Regions from separate parts of the Anser cygnoides genome. Here region 1 is linked to region 2. A link is a contact called in public Hi-C data. All regions are on one chromosome and are shown on one strand. Each heading gives the region's core, a stretch centred on a gene start, on an enhancer-like site or on the middle of the called end of the contact. The rest is flanking DNA. Distances are from core to core; before and after follow the strand shown. Region 1 holds the start of PLEKHG4 (pleckstrin homology and RhoGEF domain containing G4). Region 2 overlaps PLEKHG4 (pleckstrin homology and RhoGEF domain containing G4).

Region 1 (6,500 bases), core at 1,699-4,198, 77 kb before region 2:
GGGGAGGCGGCAGCAGCCCACAGGTAGTCCCGAGCCTGTGGGCAGGGCTTGGGAGATGTGCCATGAAGAAGGGCTTGGGAAGGCCAGGGTGCCCTTCCTCTTGCAGTGGGATCCTGTTAGAAACATGGTTCTGCAGACAGGTCTGCTCTGTTTGTGCTGTCACTGCCTGTAAGTGAGCTTCATCCCCCTGGAGCCCTCGCTGTTGAAGGCAAAGAGCCTGTTAGAGCTTTGCTTTTGCTCCCTGGCTAGCTTGGAAGGGGGGCTGGCTTCTGGGCTGTGCATGCCTGGCTGTGAGTGGGTCTCTGGCAGTTTTGCTGCTCTGAAACTCTCACAGGCAGCCTGGTGAGCACAGGGCTCAGAGCTGCCCACGCGGTGCCCTGAAAAACCTCCGCTAGGCATGCTCCGGCAAAACAGCACTGTGCAGAGGTCACCCCCTCCGCATTTCTCCTGGACACTTGTGGTCCTGCCTGCCTTTTTGGACCCCCACAACTCGCGGGGTCAGGATATTCCTTCTCACCTACTGCATACGTGCATGCATACGTAGATATTTTCAGTGGGTCCTGCTTACGGAGAAAGCTAGCAAAAGCTTTGGAAAGGTACCCCCAGAAAGGTGGGGATAAAAGAAGAAAGCAAATATCCAGGCTCAGAATGCGCTATGTTTTCGCATGCTGTGATGTGGGGGCTGGCTCCCGGGAGCTGACCACTCAAGGAACACGAGCTTTTGTTTTCCTGGACTGAAAGGACCGGCTGAGTAAGCAGATTAGCCGGCCTGCTGCAGGAGGGTTGCATTGTCTGAGGAAGGCATGTTGGCTAAATAACAGAATTAGCTGGTGACCTCTGAAAGGCTCGCTCTGATCTTTGTTTTCTTCTGCTAAGGAACAGACAGGATTGTTATAAATGTTTGATTTTTTTTTTTTCTCCTTAGCAAAAATAGCTTTTGAAGCAAACAGGAAATTACAGTGTGCAATAAAGAGCAAAGAAAGTCGAACAGCTACCTCACTGAGCTTGGATTTGTCTACAAATCCAGCTCCACTTTACCAAAGGTGACTAAACCGCCCCAAACCCCCACGTGGCAGAAACCCTCTGAGGCGCTACTCCCACTGCTGTACCTGGCCAGAAATGGGGGACCTGCGGGGTGCCAAATCCCGGCCAGGAGCCAGGGTGGAGGGCAGAGCGCCCAGGCCGACCTGCCCCACCGACCCGCCTGTTTATTCGCACCAAAGCCTTGCAGCAGAAGGAAGCAGAGACCTCACGCGCGAGGTGCCGGCAGGAGGGACAGGCACCTTCCTCTGCCACGCACAAGGTCAGCGGCTAATAGACTAGTTACCGTTCATCATTTAATTATAGATGGGCCCCTGGCTGCGCTGCTTTCCAAGAGACTGCCCCGCACGGAGCCCTAGGCCCTAGGTCAGCTTGGCTGCCTCCGTCTGGGCCATTTAATTGGGATTATAATTAACACCCACCAGCCTAATCAGGCTGCCTCTGTGCACAGCCCTGTGGGCGAGCCGCCGCCGCAGCGCGCCAGCAGGGAGGCATAGGCAGCCTCAATGCAGCCCGGGTGCAGCGGGGGGGAGGCGGGAGAGGGGCCGGCGCTCCCCGGGGTGCTCCAGGCCGGGGGCCGAAGGGAATGGGCCCGGGTCCCCGCCCCGGCCCCGGCACGGCCGGCAGGTGTCGCCCCGCACCGCGGCCTGGCCCCGGCCGCCGCCCGCCTCGAGAGCCCGGGGCTCCGGCCCGCCCGCGCCGGGGGCAGCCGGGGACAAGATGGCGGCGCCGCTGAGGGGGAGTGGAAGGAGGGGGGGGGCGGGGAACTGTTCTTCTGCAGGGAGAGCAGTTTTAGGGGGGGGAATAAACGTGTATCTATATGGAATCCTGTATGGAGTGTGAGGGGAGGATTGGGCCATCCTGGCCCAGGCCCCTGTGGCTTTACAGGCTCTCGGGGGGTTGCGGAGGGTGTGTGGGATGGCTGTCCTTTGAGGTGCTCGCTTTGCCCAGTCGGTGCTGGTGCCTCCCGGTCCCCTCCCGTGCCTGCTCCGGTGCTGGCCGTGCCCTGCCTTGGTGTGGGAGCAGAGTTCTCGTTGGGGAACGGCAGCACTGGTGGAAGAAGGGTGAATGAGAGGAAAGTGGGAGAGACCGATGGCAAGGAGGGGAGGGAGACACACGAGTCCTCTCCCTTCACTTGTCTCAAGGCTTATTTACCAATTGAGTGATGCTCTCTAGGTTTATTTACTAATTCAGTAGTGTTCTCTAGCCCTGATGCCTGCTCATTCCCAGTGCAGGGTCCTCTCCCTCAGACACAGGTGGGGAATAAGGGGCCTCTGGTGTAGGACCCACCACACGATATCCTCCATGAACCCCCCATGCCCCACGTCCCACCTGCTCTGGGTCCCTGCCTTGTTGTGTTTTTTCCCTTCGCTGGCATTCCCCAAGCTTTGCTCCTCTACTTGCCAGCTACGTGCATCCCAGAGCAGCCCTATCCCTGTCAAGCAGGTGGTGCCCAGAGACCACAAGGTGCTCCCCGTCACCTTCTCGGCTCTGGAGCTTCAGCCAGCAGAGGTGGCTCCCATCTCCCCTGGGGAGAGGACCCTGACCCCAACCTGCTGTTTGCCTGCTGCTAAGTGGCTTCAAATTCAGCCTGAAGCCTTGTGGAGCTGCTCAGTTGAGACAGAGATGGAGGAAGAGGATTCTTCTCCTTCACTACCAACTGGCAAGGCTAGAGGAAGGCCATGTCTTACCAGGCTGCCATTCCCCCGCTAGAAATACCAGTGGGGTTCAAAACACTTGGGAAGCACCTGGAGGACCAAGAGTGGAACTCACCCAAGTTTAGTGGGCAGCACTCAGCCCAGCTGCGTGCAGGCAAAATAAGAGCTGGTCCCAGGGAACGCCCATGTGGCTCCGTAAAGCGCTGATTACATGCCCACAGCTGGAGCTGCACCTCGGGGCTGTTGCTCTGCCCCGGTGAGTGCAGATCTAACCCAGCTGCTTCTCTGCCTGCCTGCTCTGGCGGAGCAGACTGTGGGCAGGTGAGAGCTTTCCTTCTCTCCAGAGAGGATCTGCCATGGGAGAATGGTTTGCAGGACCTGCTGGGATCTGCTGGGCGCAGGCTGCTCTGCAAGCGTTGGCTGTAAGTGTGGGGTTTGTGAGGGGCTAGGGGCTGGCTGGGGGTTTGGCAGGGTGTTCTCCCTGTAGGGACGGTAATCCTGGGGCCAGAGCTCCACAAGCAGGCTGATGGAGGTGCTGTGGTCCTGTGCTGCTGGAGTAGTGGGTAGGACCTGGGTGCTGGCCCCACTGAGTGCCCAAGCTAAGGTGGGCAGTGCTCGTTGGTGGGTCCCTCCTTGCTGGAGCCTGGTGGTTAGAAGCCCTCCCTCCTAGCTAGGCATGGTTGCATTTGGGTCACTTTTGGGATGAGAAGGGACAGGTGCCCTGCCTAGAAACGTGTCCTGTGTTTGCCTGTGTTTCTGTTGTTGCTCAGCACCTCTGTGGGGACTGTATCTGCCTCTCCTGGCAGAGGCTAGGTGGGTATCTGGGTGCTGGGTGCTCATGTGAGCTGGGCACAGAGCAGTGATATGAGCTGGCAGGTCTTCTGATGGCACGGAGTCATGCTGGGGCCATCCTTCCAACCCTCACCCTGTTAGGCAGACCTGGAAAGAGGATCAGGCCCTGGCACCTGTGACGGGGTTTAAAGAAGCTGTGAGACCCCGTGATCCACGTCTGTGGGGCAGGGGCTCGAGGTGGCAGCCAGGTTGGAGCAGGAAGGGTGGAGGTGCCCATGGGCACGTCTAGCTTGGAGATGAGCATGTTGTCTCAGAGTACAGTAAACATGTGCTGTTGCGATTAAACAGCATGCAGCACCACTGCCAGCAGGGTTGGTTAGCACGGGGAGGTAAACAGATGACTGTTTCATGCCATTAAGTACGTGGCATCTGGAGAGAGATGGATCAGTTTTAGGCTGCTCTTCAGAGACAGCCAGTCTGCCCTTATCTAACCAGAGATGGTGGTGAGTTTTGAAGCAGCCATCCAGAAGCCACAGCTGGACTTCTAAGCATTTTGTCCTCAGGAAAGGGAGGCAGTACCCCAGCTCTGTGGAGACAAACAAGCAGTTCTTCCAGGATTTCAGCTCTCCTAGCTGGGTCTGGGTGCACAGAGGTTTTGTGTCCCGTTCCAGGCCACCAGGGGGGCTGGGGTCTTCTCAGGTCAGCTGCTCCTAAGCCCTGCACCTACCTGCATTGGGTGTGCTCATGACTTCTATGCTAGGAAAAGTCTCTGGAGGATGCCTCATCCTCACCGAATCCAGCAGGTTCCAGGGTCAGTGCCCTGCCCCAACCAGTGGGATTTGGCATACTCTTGGGCTGCGGAATCAGCAAGAGGAGAAACCTGCTGGGTTAGGAGAGAGCTGGATGCAGGGTTCTCTGGGGTCTCAGGTGCAGAGCCACAGGGACAGGCTTGGAGCTGTAGAGGTGTTAACTCCAGAGAAGCATGCAGCATGGTCACCTTGCAAGGCTTACACCTTCAAATGTGGCTGAAGCAATCCTGCTCTGCGTGAGCATCCTGCAGCAGGAGCAGCTCCTGTCTGAGGCATGCCCAGCTGTATGTCCGTAGCAGGAGGTGGGTGCACTTTTGCAGAGCCTAAAGAGAAAGTTAAAGAAGCCCAGAGCTGCTCAACATGAAACAACCGTCTTAGCCGTATGATAAGTGTGTTGGGTGAGGACTTGGTGATGGTGGTCTTTACCATGAGGGTGATCAAACACTGGCGGAGGCTTCCTAGCGAGACGATTGCTGCCCCATGCCTGTCAGTGTTCAAGAGACGTTTGGACAATGCCCTCAGTAATGTTTTCCCTTTGGTTAGCCCTGAAGCAGTCAGGATGTTGGACTCGACTTGCAGGTCCCTTCCAGCTGAACTGTTCCACCCTCTGGGCTCTGGCAGTGACTGACGCTCGCGCTGGGCTGTGTGCAGACCCCAGGCACTTGGGGATGCCTGGGGCAGGCATTAGATCAGCTCCACATCTCCTGAGTGCAACTGGCTTGTCTGGGGAAGGTGCTGTGTGTCATCTAGGTGTGCCTTCATGCTCCTGCAGAGAGGTTTTGAGGCTGGCTTTCCCTGCTTGGATCACCTCCCCGTGGGGCTGCATGCTGCAGTTGTGCTTGCAGGGTTGCATGCGTGCTACGGAAAGCTAGATATGTGACTTTTTAAAAAATATTTTTTCTCCACTGTGGCACATGTGGCTATTTGAGAATGTTAAGTGGGACATTCCTGACTTCTGTACCTATAAAACGTCTCCTGTAAAGCTTCCCGGTGGTTGCCTGCACACCAGGTTTGCGCAGAGCAACATCTTGAAGTGTAAGCTGGAGACCTGGTAATTGAGTGGCTCCTGTGTCTTCAGATTGTGAGCGTGACCAGCTGTTGTTATGTAGTCTCTCATCCAGACCTTCTGGGAAATCACACCACGATTATATTTCTGGCTTAAGACATTTTTTTTCCCTGATCAGGCTGGGCCTCACAAAGAGGTTGCCGCTTAGAGGTAATTACTTGCTTTCAAAGCTGAATGTCTCTTGAGGATTGCAAATAGAGGATTATCAAATTAATTAGTTAAACCAAGAGGTGCTTTTGTGAAGCCAAGGCCTGCTTTGCTTGTGAACTGAAATAAAGGTTTAAACATTGCTAAACCACGTAACACCCACTCTTGTGTTCCTAATGGGGACAGGAGTAGCTCTCTCCTGAAATGGTGGTGGTGGTGCAGAGGGCTGCTCGCAGCACCACTTGTTTTCCTTTGGTTAAACCTGTTTCAAGCAAACATCCATCACTGGTCTTAAGGCAGCTGCTTGTGCCAAGTGGGGCCTGACGCTGCTTCCTGGTGGCTTCCCATGTCCCTGCAGGCTGATGGGGTTCACAGTGGGTAGCTTGGTGGGATTGTAACGTAACGAAGCTGTACTTGGAGGGCGCAGCTTAATCTGTGGGACATCTGCATAGCTGGGAGGGAGCCCTGGTCCAGCGATGAGCAGATGCCTGGAAGTGGATTTGGAGTCATCCGTGGGTCCTGCGCTGCCACTGCCTGCTCCTGGGCTCTCCCTGCCCCTGGAAGCCCCCAAGGACACGGGAGGTTCCCTGTGCTGTGTGAGGATGACACCGCTGATCAGGTTAAGCTAACGTGGAGTGCGTGGGGGGGGGGGTTTGCTGTGCGCTGCTGTAGGGAAATCGTCTAGCTAGCGTGCCTATTGCACAACTTCCCCTAGGTCAGAAGATGGCCTTATCCGGCATCCAAAACATCTCCCTCCTGTGCCTCTTCCAGCACAGCTGAGTCCTCTTGGTAAAAGTACTGAGCTTTTCCTGCTTTGCACAACTGAAAATAAGCAGAGCTCTGCTAGCAGGGACTCAAAGCCAGAGGCCCCTGCCTGCGCTCTCCCAGCTCACACGGGGCTCTTGACCACGATGCTGCTTCAGCAGGCACTTGGGAAGCTCTGCAGCTCCAGGACCCAGGCCCAGCAAAGGGGAAGCAGGGAGCAGA
Region 2 (6,180 bases), core at 3,343-5,842:
GCGGGAGAACGGGAGGACAGAACTTAGCACCAACGTGTAAAAAGAGACGTCAGAGATGTCGTTGTTGTAGTGTACAGACACGCGGAGCACTGTGCCGCTGTGCGTGTCTCCTGCCGTCGGTCCTGTGCGGGGCAGAACATGGCTCTGCCCCCAGTGCTGCTGAGCAAATGGGGATTTTAGTGTGGCTTATAATAAATCCTCCTGTATAACGTGTACTGTTCCCCCTCTGCATAGAGACTGACTTTTCTGGGGAGGGGCTGCATGAAATTCCCAAATACCAGCTTTCACCTGGTTACTGGTGCAAGTGATGATGATGATGATGATGATGAAGGAAGATCACGCAGAGAGGAAGCTCCTGCACCGTGCCTTCCTGATGCTGTGACACTGCTCTAAGGCGAAGCCGCTTTGTCTGACAGCAGCTGTCTCATCTCTCTTTCTCTCTTCTCTCTCTCCTTCCTCAGTTACCCTGTCCAAATCGTGCCCCCAGACACACATCTAGCCTGATTTGCTCTCTCCTTTCAGGGGTGTCCACTTTCATACACAGCCTGAAGCAGTTGGGGGATTGAGCCTAGAGGTTGGGGAATTGATCCTCTTGTGGAGTTCATGCAAGGTTAATGCATGAAATCTCTCCTTTCTCCTTCCCGCCAGGTTTTTGTTGGCAAAGCCTTCCTGCAAGTTTAATAAGCCTCTAACGTTTACTTTCCCAACAAAGGATATTCCTTTATCAGAAAGTTTCTGCTTTGCCTTGGAGTTTGAGGTAGACCTCTTGCACAAACAAGAGGAGTCCTGACCGTTTAAATCCAGTCTGCAACAGCTCCCCCAAATATTCCCCCTTGCAAAGTGAGTTATTTGGTTAATGTTCTGTTTTTTGAATTCTCAGTAACTTGCTGCTAGATCTGCTGGCATCCAGGCTGTTTTCTCTTGTTTCGTCAACGACTTTATTGCCAAATCAGTGTCGTGGCAGTGTCTCTAGCTCCCAGCAAGCTCCGTGACTGCAGGAGGAGGCTAAATGGGAGCACCTGCATTTGGTGCTGCTTCTGGTTTGCAACACAGGTGTGAGACTGCTGCATAAGTTTGTCCCTCAACATCAGAGTCAGCAGTGGATTAGTTAGGATTTTTCATGTGCTACATCCAAGTGAAATTCACAGTTGAAGGTAAGGAGTTCTCGGGTTGGTATATTTTTGAGCGCCTGCCCCAGCACCTCAGGCTCTGCTCAAGTGCAGCACGAGGCCTGGGCAGCCTGTCTGTCGGGGCTCCTTGTTCTTCTCCCTCCTAGGTGCTGGCTGAAGCCTCCCCCTGGCTGGAGGCACAGCGGCAGAAGAGGCTGGGCAGCACGGTACCAGGCCAGCCCGTAGCATCTTTTGGGGTGTAGGCTGCTCACCCCGCAGCTGCCTTCTCTGATCCCAGGAACGCCAACATGTTCCGGCACTGCTGTGTATGCAGGGGGGCGATGTGTGATGTGCTGCAGCGTCCTTGGTCACCAGAGCACCTCTCCATAACTATTTTGCGGTGTCCTTGGCTGCCTGTGAGCACAAACTGACAGTTCCCTGAAAGTCTGAGGCTCCCCTTGTGTGAGGCAGTGAAACCAAATCTCCTCCAGGATCAGGACGCAGCGTTTCCTCCCAGCAGGTTTAGGGATTTCCCAGCTCGGGTTGCAGCTGAGCTGCGAGGGGAACGCGTCGCGCTGGAGGTGCAAGATGTGATGCTAGCAGAGGTCTTTCCTCAGCTGGCCCCCAGCCCTGTGCGTGTGAGCAAGATGTTGGGCTTGGATGCTTCTTTCGCTTGGATCCTGGGACGGGAGCTGCGCAGGGTGACAGACTTTCTGAATGCTCGTGTGCTGGCATCCATCTGGATGCCTGGATCCTCCCGGAGACTGGAATTCCCTTTAGTCACGGGAGTTAAATAGAGATCTGTTCGAGCAATCTGGACATGGAGCTCCCTTCGGCTTACAGATGGGGCCGGAGCTCACAATGCCTCCATCTGCATATCAAAGCCCGGGCCATATGGACAGGGCTCTCCGGAGCACCCGCTGCCTCTGACCCAGCTCCTTTGGCTGCTCCAGGGGGGCTCGGATCCTTTCGGTGCCTCTTCGTGTGCTCTTAAACCGGGGGCCTATCTCCTGCCTCGTCAGTCGCCCAGAGGAAGGGAGGCCCAACAGCTGTGCTGAGTATCGGGGTTCAGTTTCAGCTCCACACCTCCCAAGGCAAAACTGCCCTCAGAGAGGGGGGGAAGAGCCTTCCCCCCTGCTCGGCCACAGCGCAGGAGCCATCCCGTGGGCCAGCAGCACACGGGTGGCTGGCCTCCCTCCTGCGGTCCCCTACGGGCTGCTGTGGGGCTGGGAGAGGCGGCGGTGCAGCTCGGGCAGGCTGCCCTCCCTCCGGCCGTGCAGGCAGATCCCAGCACATCGCCCAAGGATGACGCAGAGTTCGGCTCAGCTTGTCACAGCAGAGAGGAGGACGGGAATTGAAGACTACAGAGAAAGCATCAACGCGCCCCTGTCCGGGCCCGAGGGCACGCTGGAGGTTTTGCAATCCCCAGCTGAGCGCGGAGGGTGTCATTAATGGGGAGCCGAGGGCAGACACCTAGCACAGCCCCGTCTGCCTTCGCTGGCCCGCGGTGTGCTATTACCGAGGGGTATTTGTGCAGCGTAGCGATGGGGCTCCTGGGAGAGGTGTAAGGGCGACACATGCAAAACCTCTGGAGGTGACACCAGTCTGAACAGAGGGCGATTTGCTGCTGGGTGCAAGGCGCCGGCTTCAGTGACTCACAGACCTCGACGTGGCCTGGGCTGGAACCGACTGGCAACGAGAGGCTGCCGGCTCTGACCAAAGAGGGGAGTGCTCCCCTTCACCAAAAGGCGTGAAAATGTTGCTCTTCTCCTCCCCCCTCCTCTAGGCAGCGGTCACACAGGTACCCAGGATTGCTTGTTCATGCCTCTGGTTCCTCAGCCATCAGTAAAATCTCAGCGTGTGTGACTTGGGTCAAGTCAGCCTCGGGGTGGTTTCATGACTGCGGTGACTGTGGCAGCCGAATGGAGGACCGGCCACCAGATCCCCGCTGTCAGAGGCAGCAGGGAGAGAAGGGCAGTGGCCCAAGCAGACTTCAGCAAGTCTGTTTTACCAGCTCCCTTTGCTACAGCACGGATCTGGTGAGTGCTGCCTCTCACGCCTGTAGTAGTGGAGGCCACGCTCAGTGCATCTGGAAGACCTGCCAGACTTCTGGCCACTTCGAGCAGCAGCTTGTTTATTAATGAAGGGATTTCCTTAATTGTTGGATGTCACACGCTGTCGTGTTTGCACCCTCCTGAGCTGATAATGTCAGCTGTGCTGTGGCAGCCTCTGAGGTGAGGGTTGGCTGGTGCGTACTGGGGGAACTGGAGGAAGTAACTGGGAAGGAGGGAGGATGGTCCTCACCAAGGCAGTGAAACAGCATCTGCTCTTGTTCTCATCAGAAGGGATCGGAAGCGGAGTTTCACTGACAGAAAAGCTTTGCAGTGAGGCACAAAGCTCATGAAAAGATGGGCAGCACTTCAAACACGAAGAGGCTGGTTTGCAGCAAACACAAACGTTGAAGTTGCTGATTTTGCTGGGAGCAAACTTGGTCCCCAGTCCTCTGGGCTTAGGAGTTTTTAAATGTTGAGAAAATCCCCTTGGTGGGACAAAAGAAAGAAAAAAAAAATCAGTGCAGAATCTACCCAAGTGTTCAAAGACATGACCGACCACGGAGCAAAACACAAAGACTGAGGAAAACTGCACATCGTCTGCTGCTGGGAGGCTTTCTGCAGCTGCAGAGCAGCTGTAGAGGGCGAGTCCCAGACACTCGCTGCCCAGCTTCCCAGGGAGTTGTTCTGTACGTACACATGTAAATACGTGTATATATATATGTATATACACACGTTCGTGTGTGTCTGGCACAGGTTGCTCTGTGGAAGCTCTGAATCCAACGAAGCAGGGATTACCGTGGCTTGGTGTGATTCATTAGTTGAGTCAGCCCGCTCTTAATGAAGCTACCCTAGGTGTTGCTTGGCAGTCGCAGCAATTAAAAGAAGGGCAAGCACGCGTCCCGCACGCCAGCTCCAGCGCAGCGAGCCGCAATTGCCCTTTGGGTCATCGTGTTGCCATTGGGAGGGCAGGAATCGTGCGCAGTGCCATTTGACCCAATTATGTTCTCCTGTAATTTAGACTCTACCGGACGTGTCGAGCCTCGCCGCCCAAAGGGGGAAGGAAGGGGTTGTTGAGCTCCGCTCACGTTCACCTGGAGTGCAGAAGTATTTCCAAGCGTGTCGCTCTCATGAGCACACCCTGCCTGCCGCATCAATCGCACGCCACTCGTGGTGCTGCGGAGGCTGCCTGGGTCCCCACGAGGTCTGTGCAGCCAGGCCCCACCGTGTTTCCCACTGACCGTTGCCCCTTCCCTGATGTCTTGTTCCTCTTGTAGGTGCACCTACTTATCCTCCCTTCTTATCCTTAAACCCGAAGGATTTATGGTCTGCGCTCGTCTCTCATCCTTTGCCCTCCTGCAGTGTTTGTACAGCGCCAGCCACTTGGTAACAGGCAGCAATGCAAATACAGGATTGAAAGTTTGTTTTTCTTAGCTGGCTTTAGGCAAACTGGTGATTTCAGTGGTCTCTCCTCCCTTGGAGAGAGGAGGGGAGGCAATGTGAGCCACACAGCAACTCCGGAATTGTTGCGCTTTGTATTTCAAGAGGGTGAGTCCTTTCCTCAGTGCTTCGAGCTGAGCTTCTACAGCTACGTCCCGTGTAGGACATGGTTTTCATTAGGCTGCTTTCTGCTGCTAATGAATCCCAGAGAAGGCTTCACATGCAGTTCGGAATAGTCAAATGTGACAGGGTGGGGAGCAGGGAACAGCGAACCTCAGCACAGACTGCGTGTAGCTGGTGGCTTTGGTGAATGCTTGCGCTCCTGGTGCGCCCCAGCGCTGCTGCCCGCTGGTGGAGCCGCAGATCTTGCTGGAAGCGAGCGGGGCTTCGGCTTTGAGGCACGGGAAAAGCTTTGCTGCATCTTCAGAAGGGACCGTCCTGCTTCTCCAAAGCTCTTGTGTGTCGGGTGGCAGCTTGCTTTGAGTTTTGCTCGAGCTTGGGGTCGGTAGGTGTGTTTTCTCTCCGTTTCTGCGCTATGAAAGAAAGGGGATCTGGCCTGCGCCCAGGCGGGCTGCTCTCCGCACACTTCAGTGGTTCTCGTGTGAAGCGCGGCCCCTTCCCCCCCCCGCCTGCTCTCCGGTTTCCAGGGCTCCTCAACCTGGTATTCAGGCTAGCAGCATTTGCTTGTGAATAGCCGGAGCCCAGCCGGCGGGCTGGCGAGGTGGCCCTGCCTCAGTCCGGCCCTCGGGGATGGTGATGTACAGCAGAGAGCCGCGCTCGGCCGGGACATGGACCCCCTCTGTACCAACAGCAAGGTAGGACGGGGGATGTTTGTAGGTGATTAACCAGCTTGCCGTCTGCGGGCACTGAAGGCTTGCCCTCCCCCTGCCCCTTCCTTCGTGGGCACCGTTGGTGTCAGTGGGTGGGAGGCTGAGGAAAGCGCGGGTGGGTCTGAGCGAGCGCGGAGCCGAGGGCTTCCTGCTCTACCTGCCTGGTCCCCGGTCAGCAGGGAAGCAGGCTCGTCGTTGTCTGCAGGCTGACAGCTCTCGTGCCAGGAAGGTTTCAGTCCGGATAACGATGCTTTCAATATATTTCATTGTAAAGTAGTGAATTGCTTCTTCTGGACTGTCAGCGTAAAGGCAGTCTGCAGCCACGAGTCCCTGCTTGTGCTGTGCACACAGCAACCTGTGACAGGGGACACGGGTGCTGTGAGCTGGGGCAGTTCTCAAAGCCCCAGACAGTCGTGGGTTCTAGAGGCTTTAGGCCCCAGCGAGCACATGCAGTGAGAAGAGCACACCTGGGAGAGGCATTTTCATGCAGGAGAGCAGCATTTACCCTGGACTTGTGCTCTGCTAAGTGCCGTCGCTCTTTCCGCTGGTGCCCAGACCCCGGTGGAGCAGGGCTCTGCCCGCGTGGCACCGAGTAGATGCTGGTGAGCACTTGGCTCAGTTCACAGCAGTACTCGCAGTGCTTTGACCTTCTCTGGCTGCACCGGTTCTGTTCTCTGTGCTGCAAACCGACCTCACGTGGATCTCCAAGCTCCCAGCAGAGGTTAACAGCGCTTGGGCTGAAAGGCAGTG

Evidence for each region. A called contact is a pair of places that touch in the nucleus more often than the background predicts.
Region 1: a Hi-C map of fetal liver shows a contact between it and region 2, with 1.7 times the contacts expected there. The contact joins the promoter of PLEKHG4 here to the enhancer-like site in region 2. A contact is called at or near these places in 2 of 7 Hi-C or Micro-C datasets (fetal liver and liver).

The regions. Positions count from the first base shown.
Region 1 is chr12:12,740,620-12,747,119 of Taihu_goose_T2T_genome, reverse strand. It overlaps PLEKHG4 (pleckstrin homology and RhoGEF domain containing G4), which reads left to right and starts at 2,948. Exons shown (of 20, transcript XM_067004468.1): 1 at 2,948-3,121. The coding sequence starts at 3,056.
Region 2 is chr12:12,665,568-12,671,747 of Taihu_goose_T2T_genome, reverse strand. All of the region lies in intron 13 of PLEKHG4 (pleckstrin homology and RhoGEF domain containing G4), which reads left to right. Among named protein-coding and RNA genes, the nearest start is that of LRRC36, 40 kb to the right of the region's middle. Within about 2 kb of position 4,592, at least 1 of the 3 cell types and tissues checked has open chromatin away from gene starts, as enhancers often do. A contact at or near this core is called in fetal liver, where this site is marked.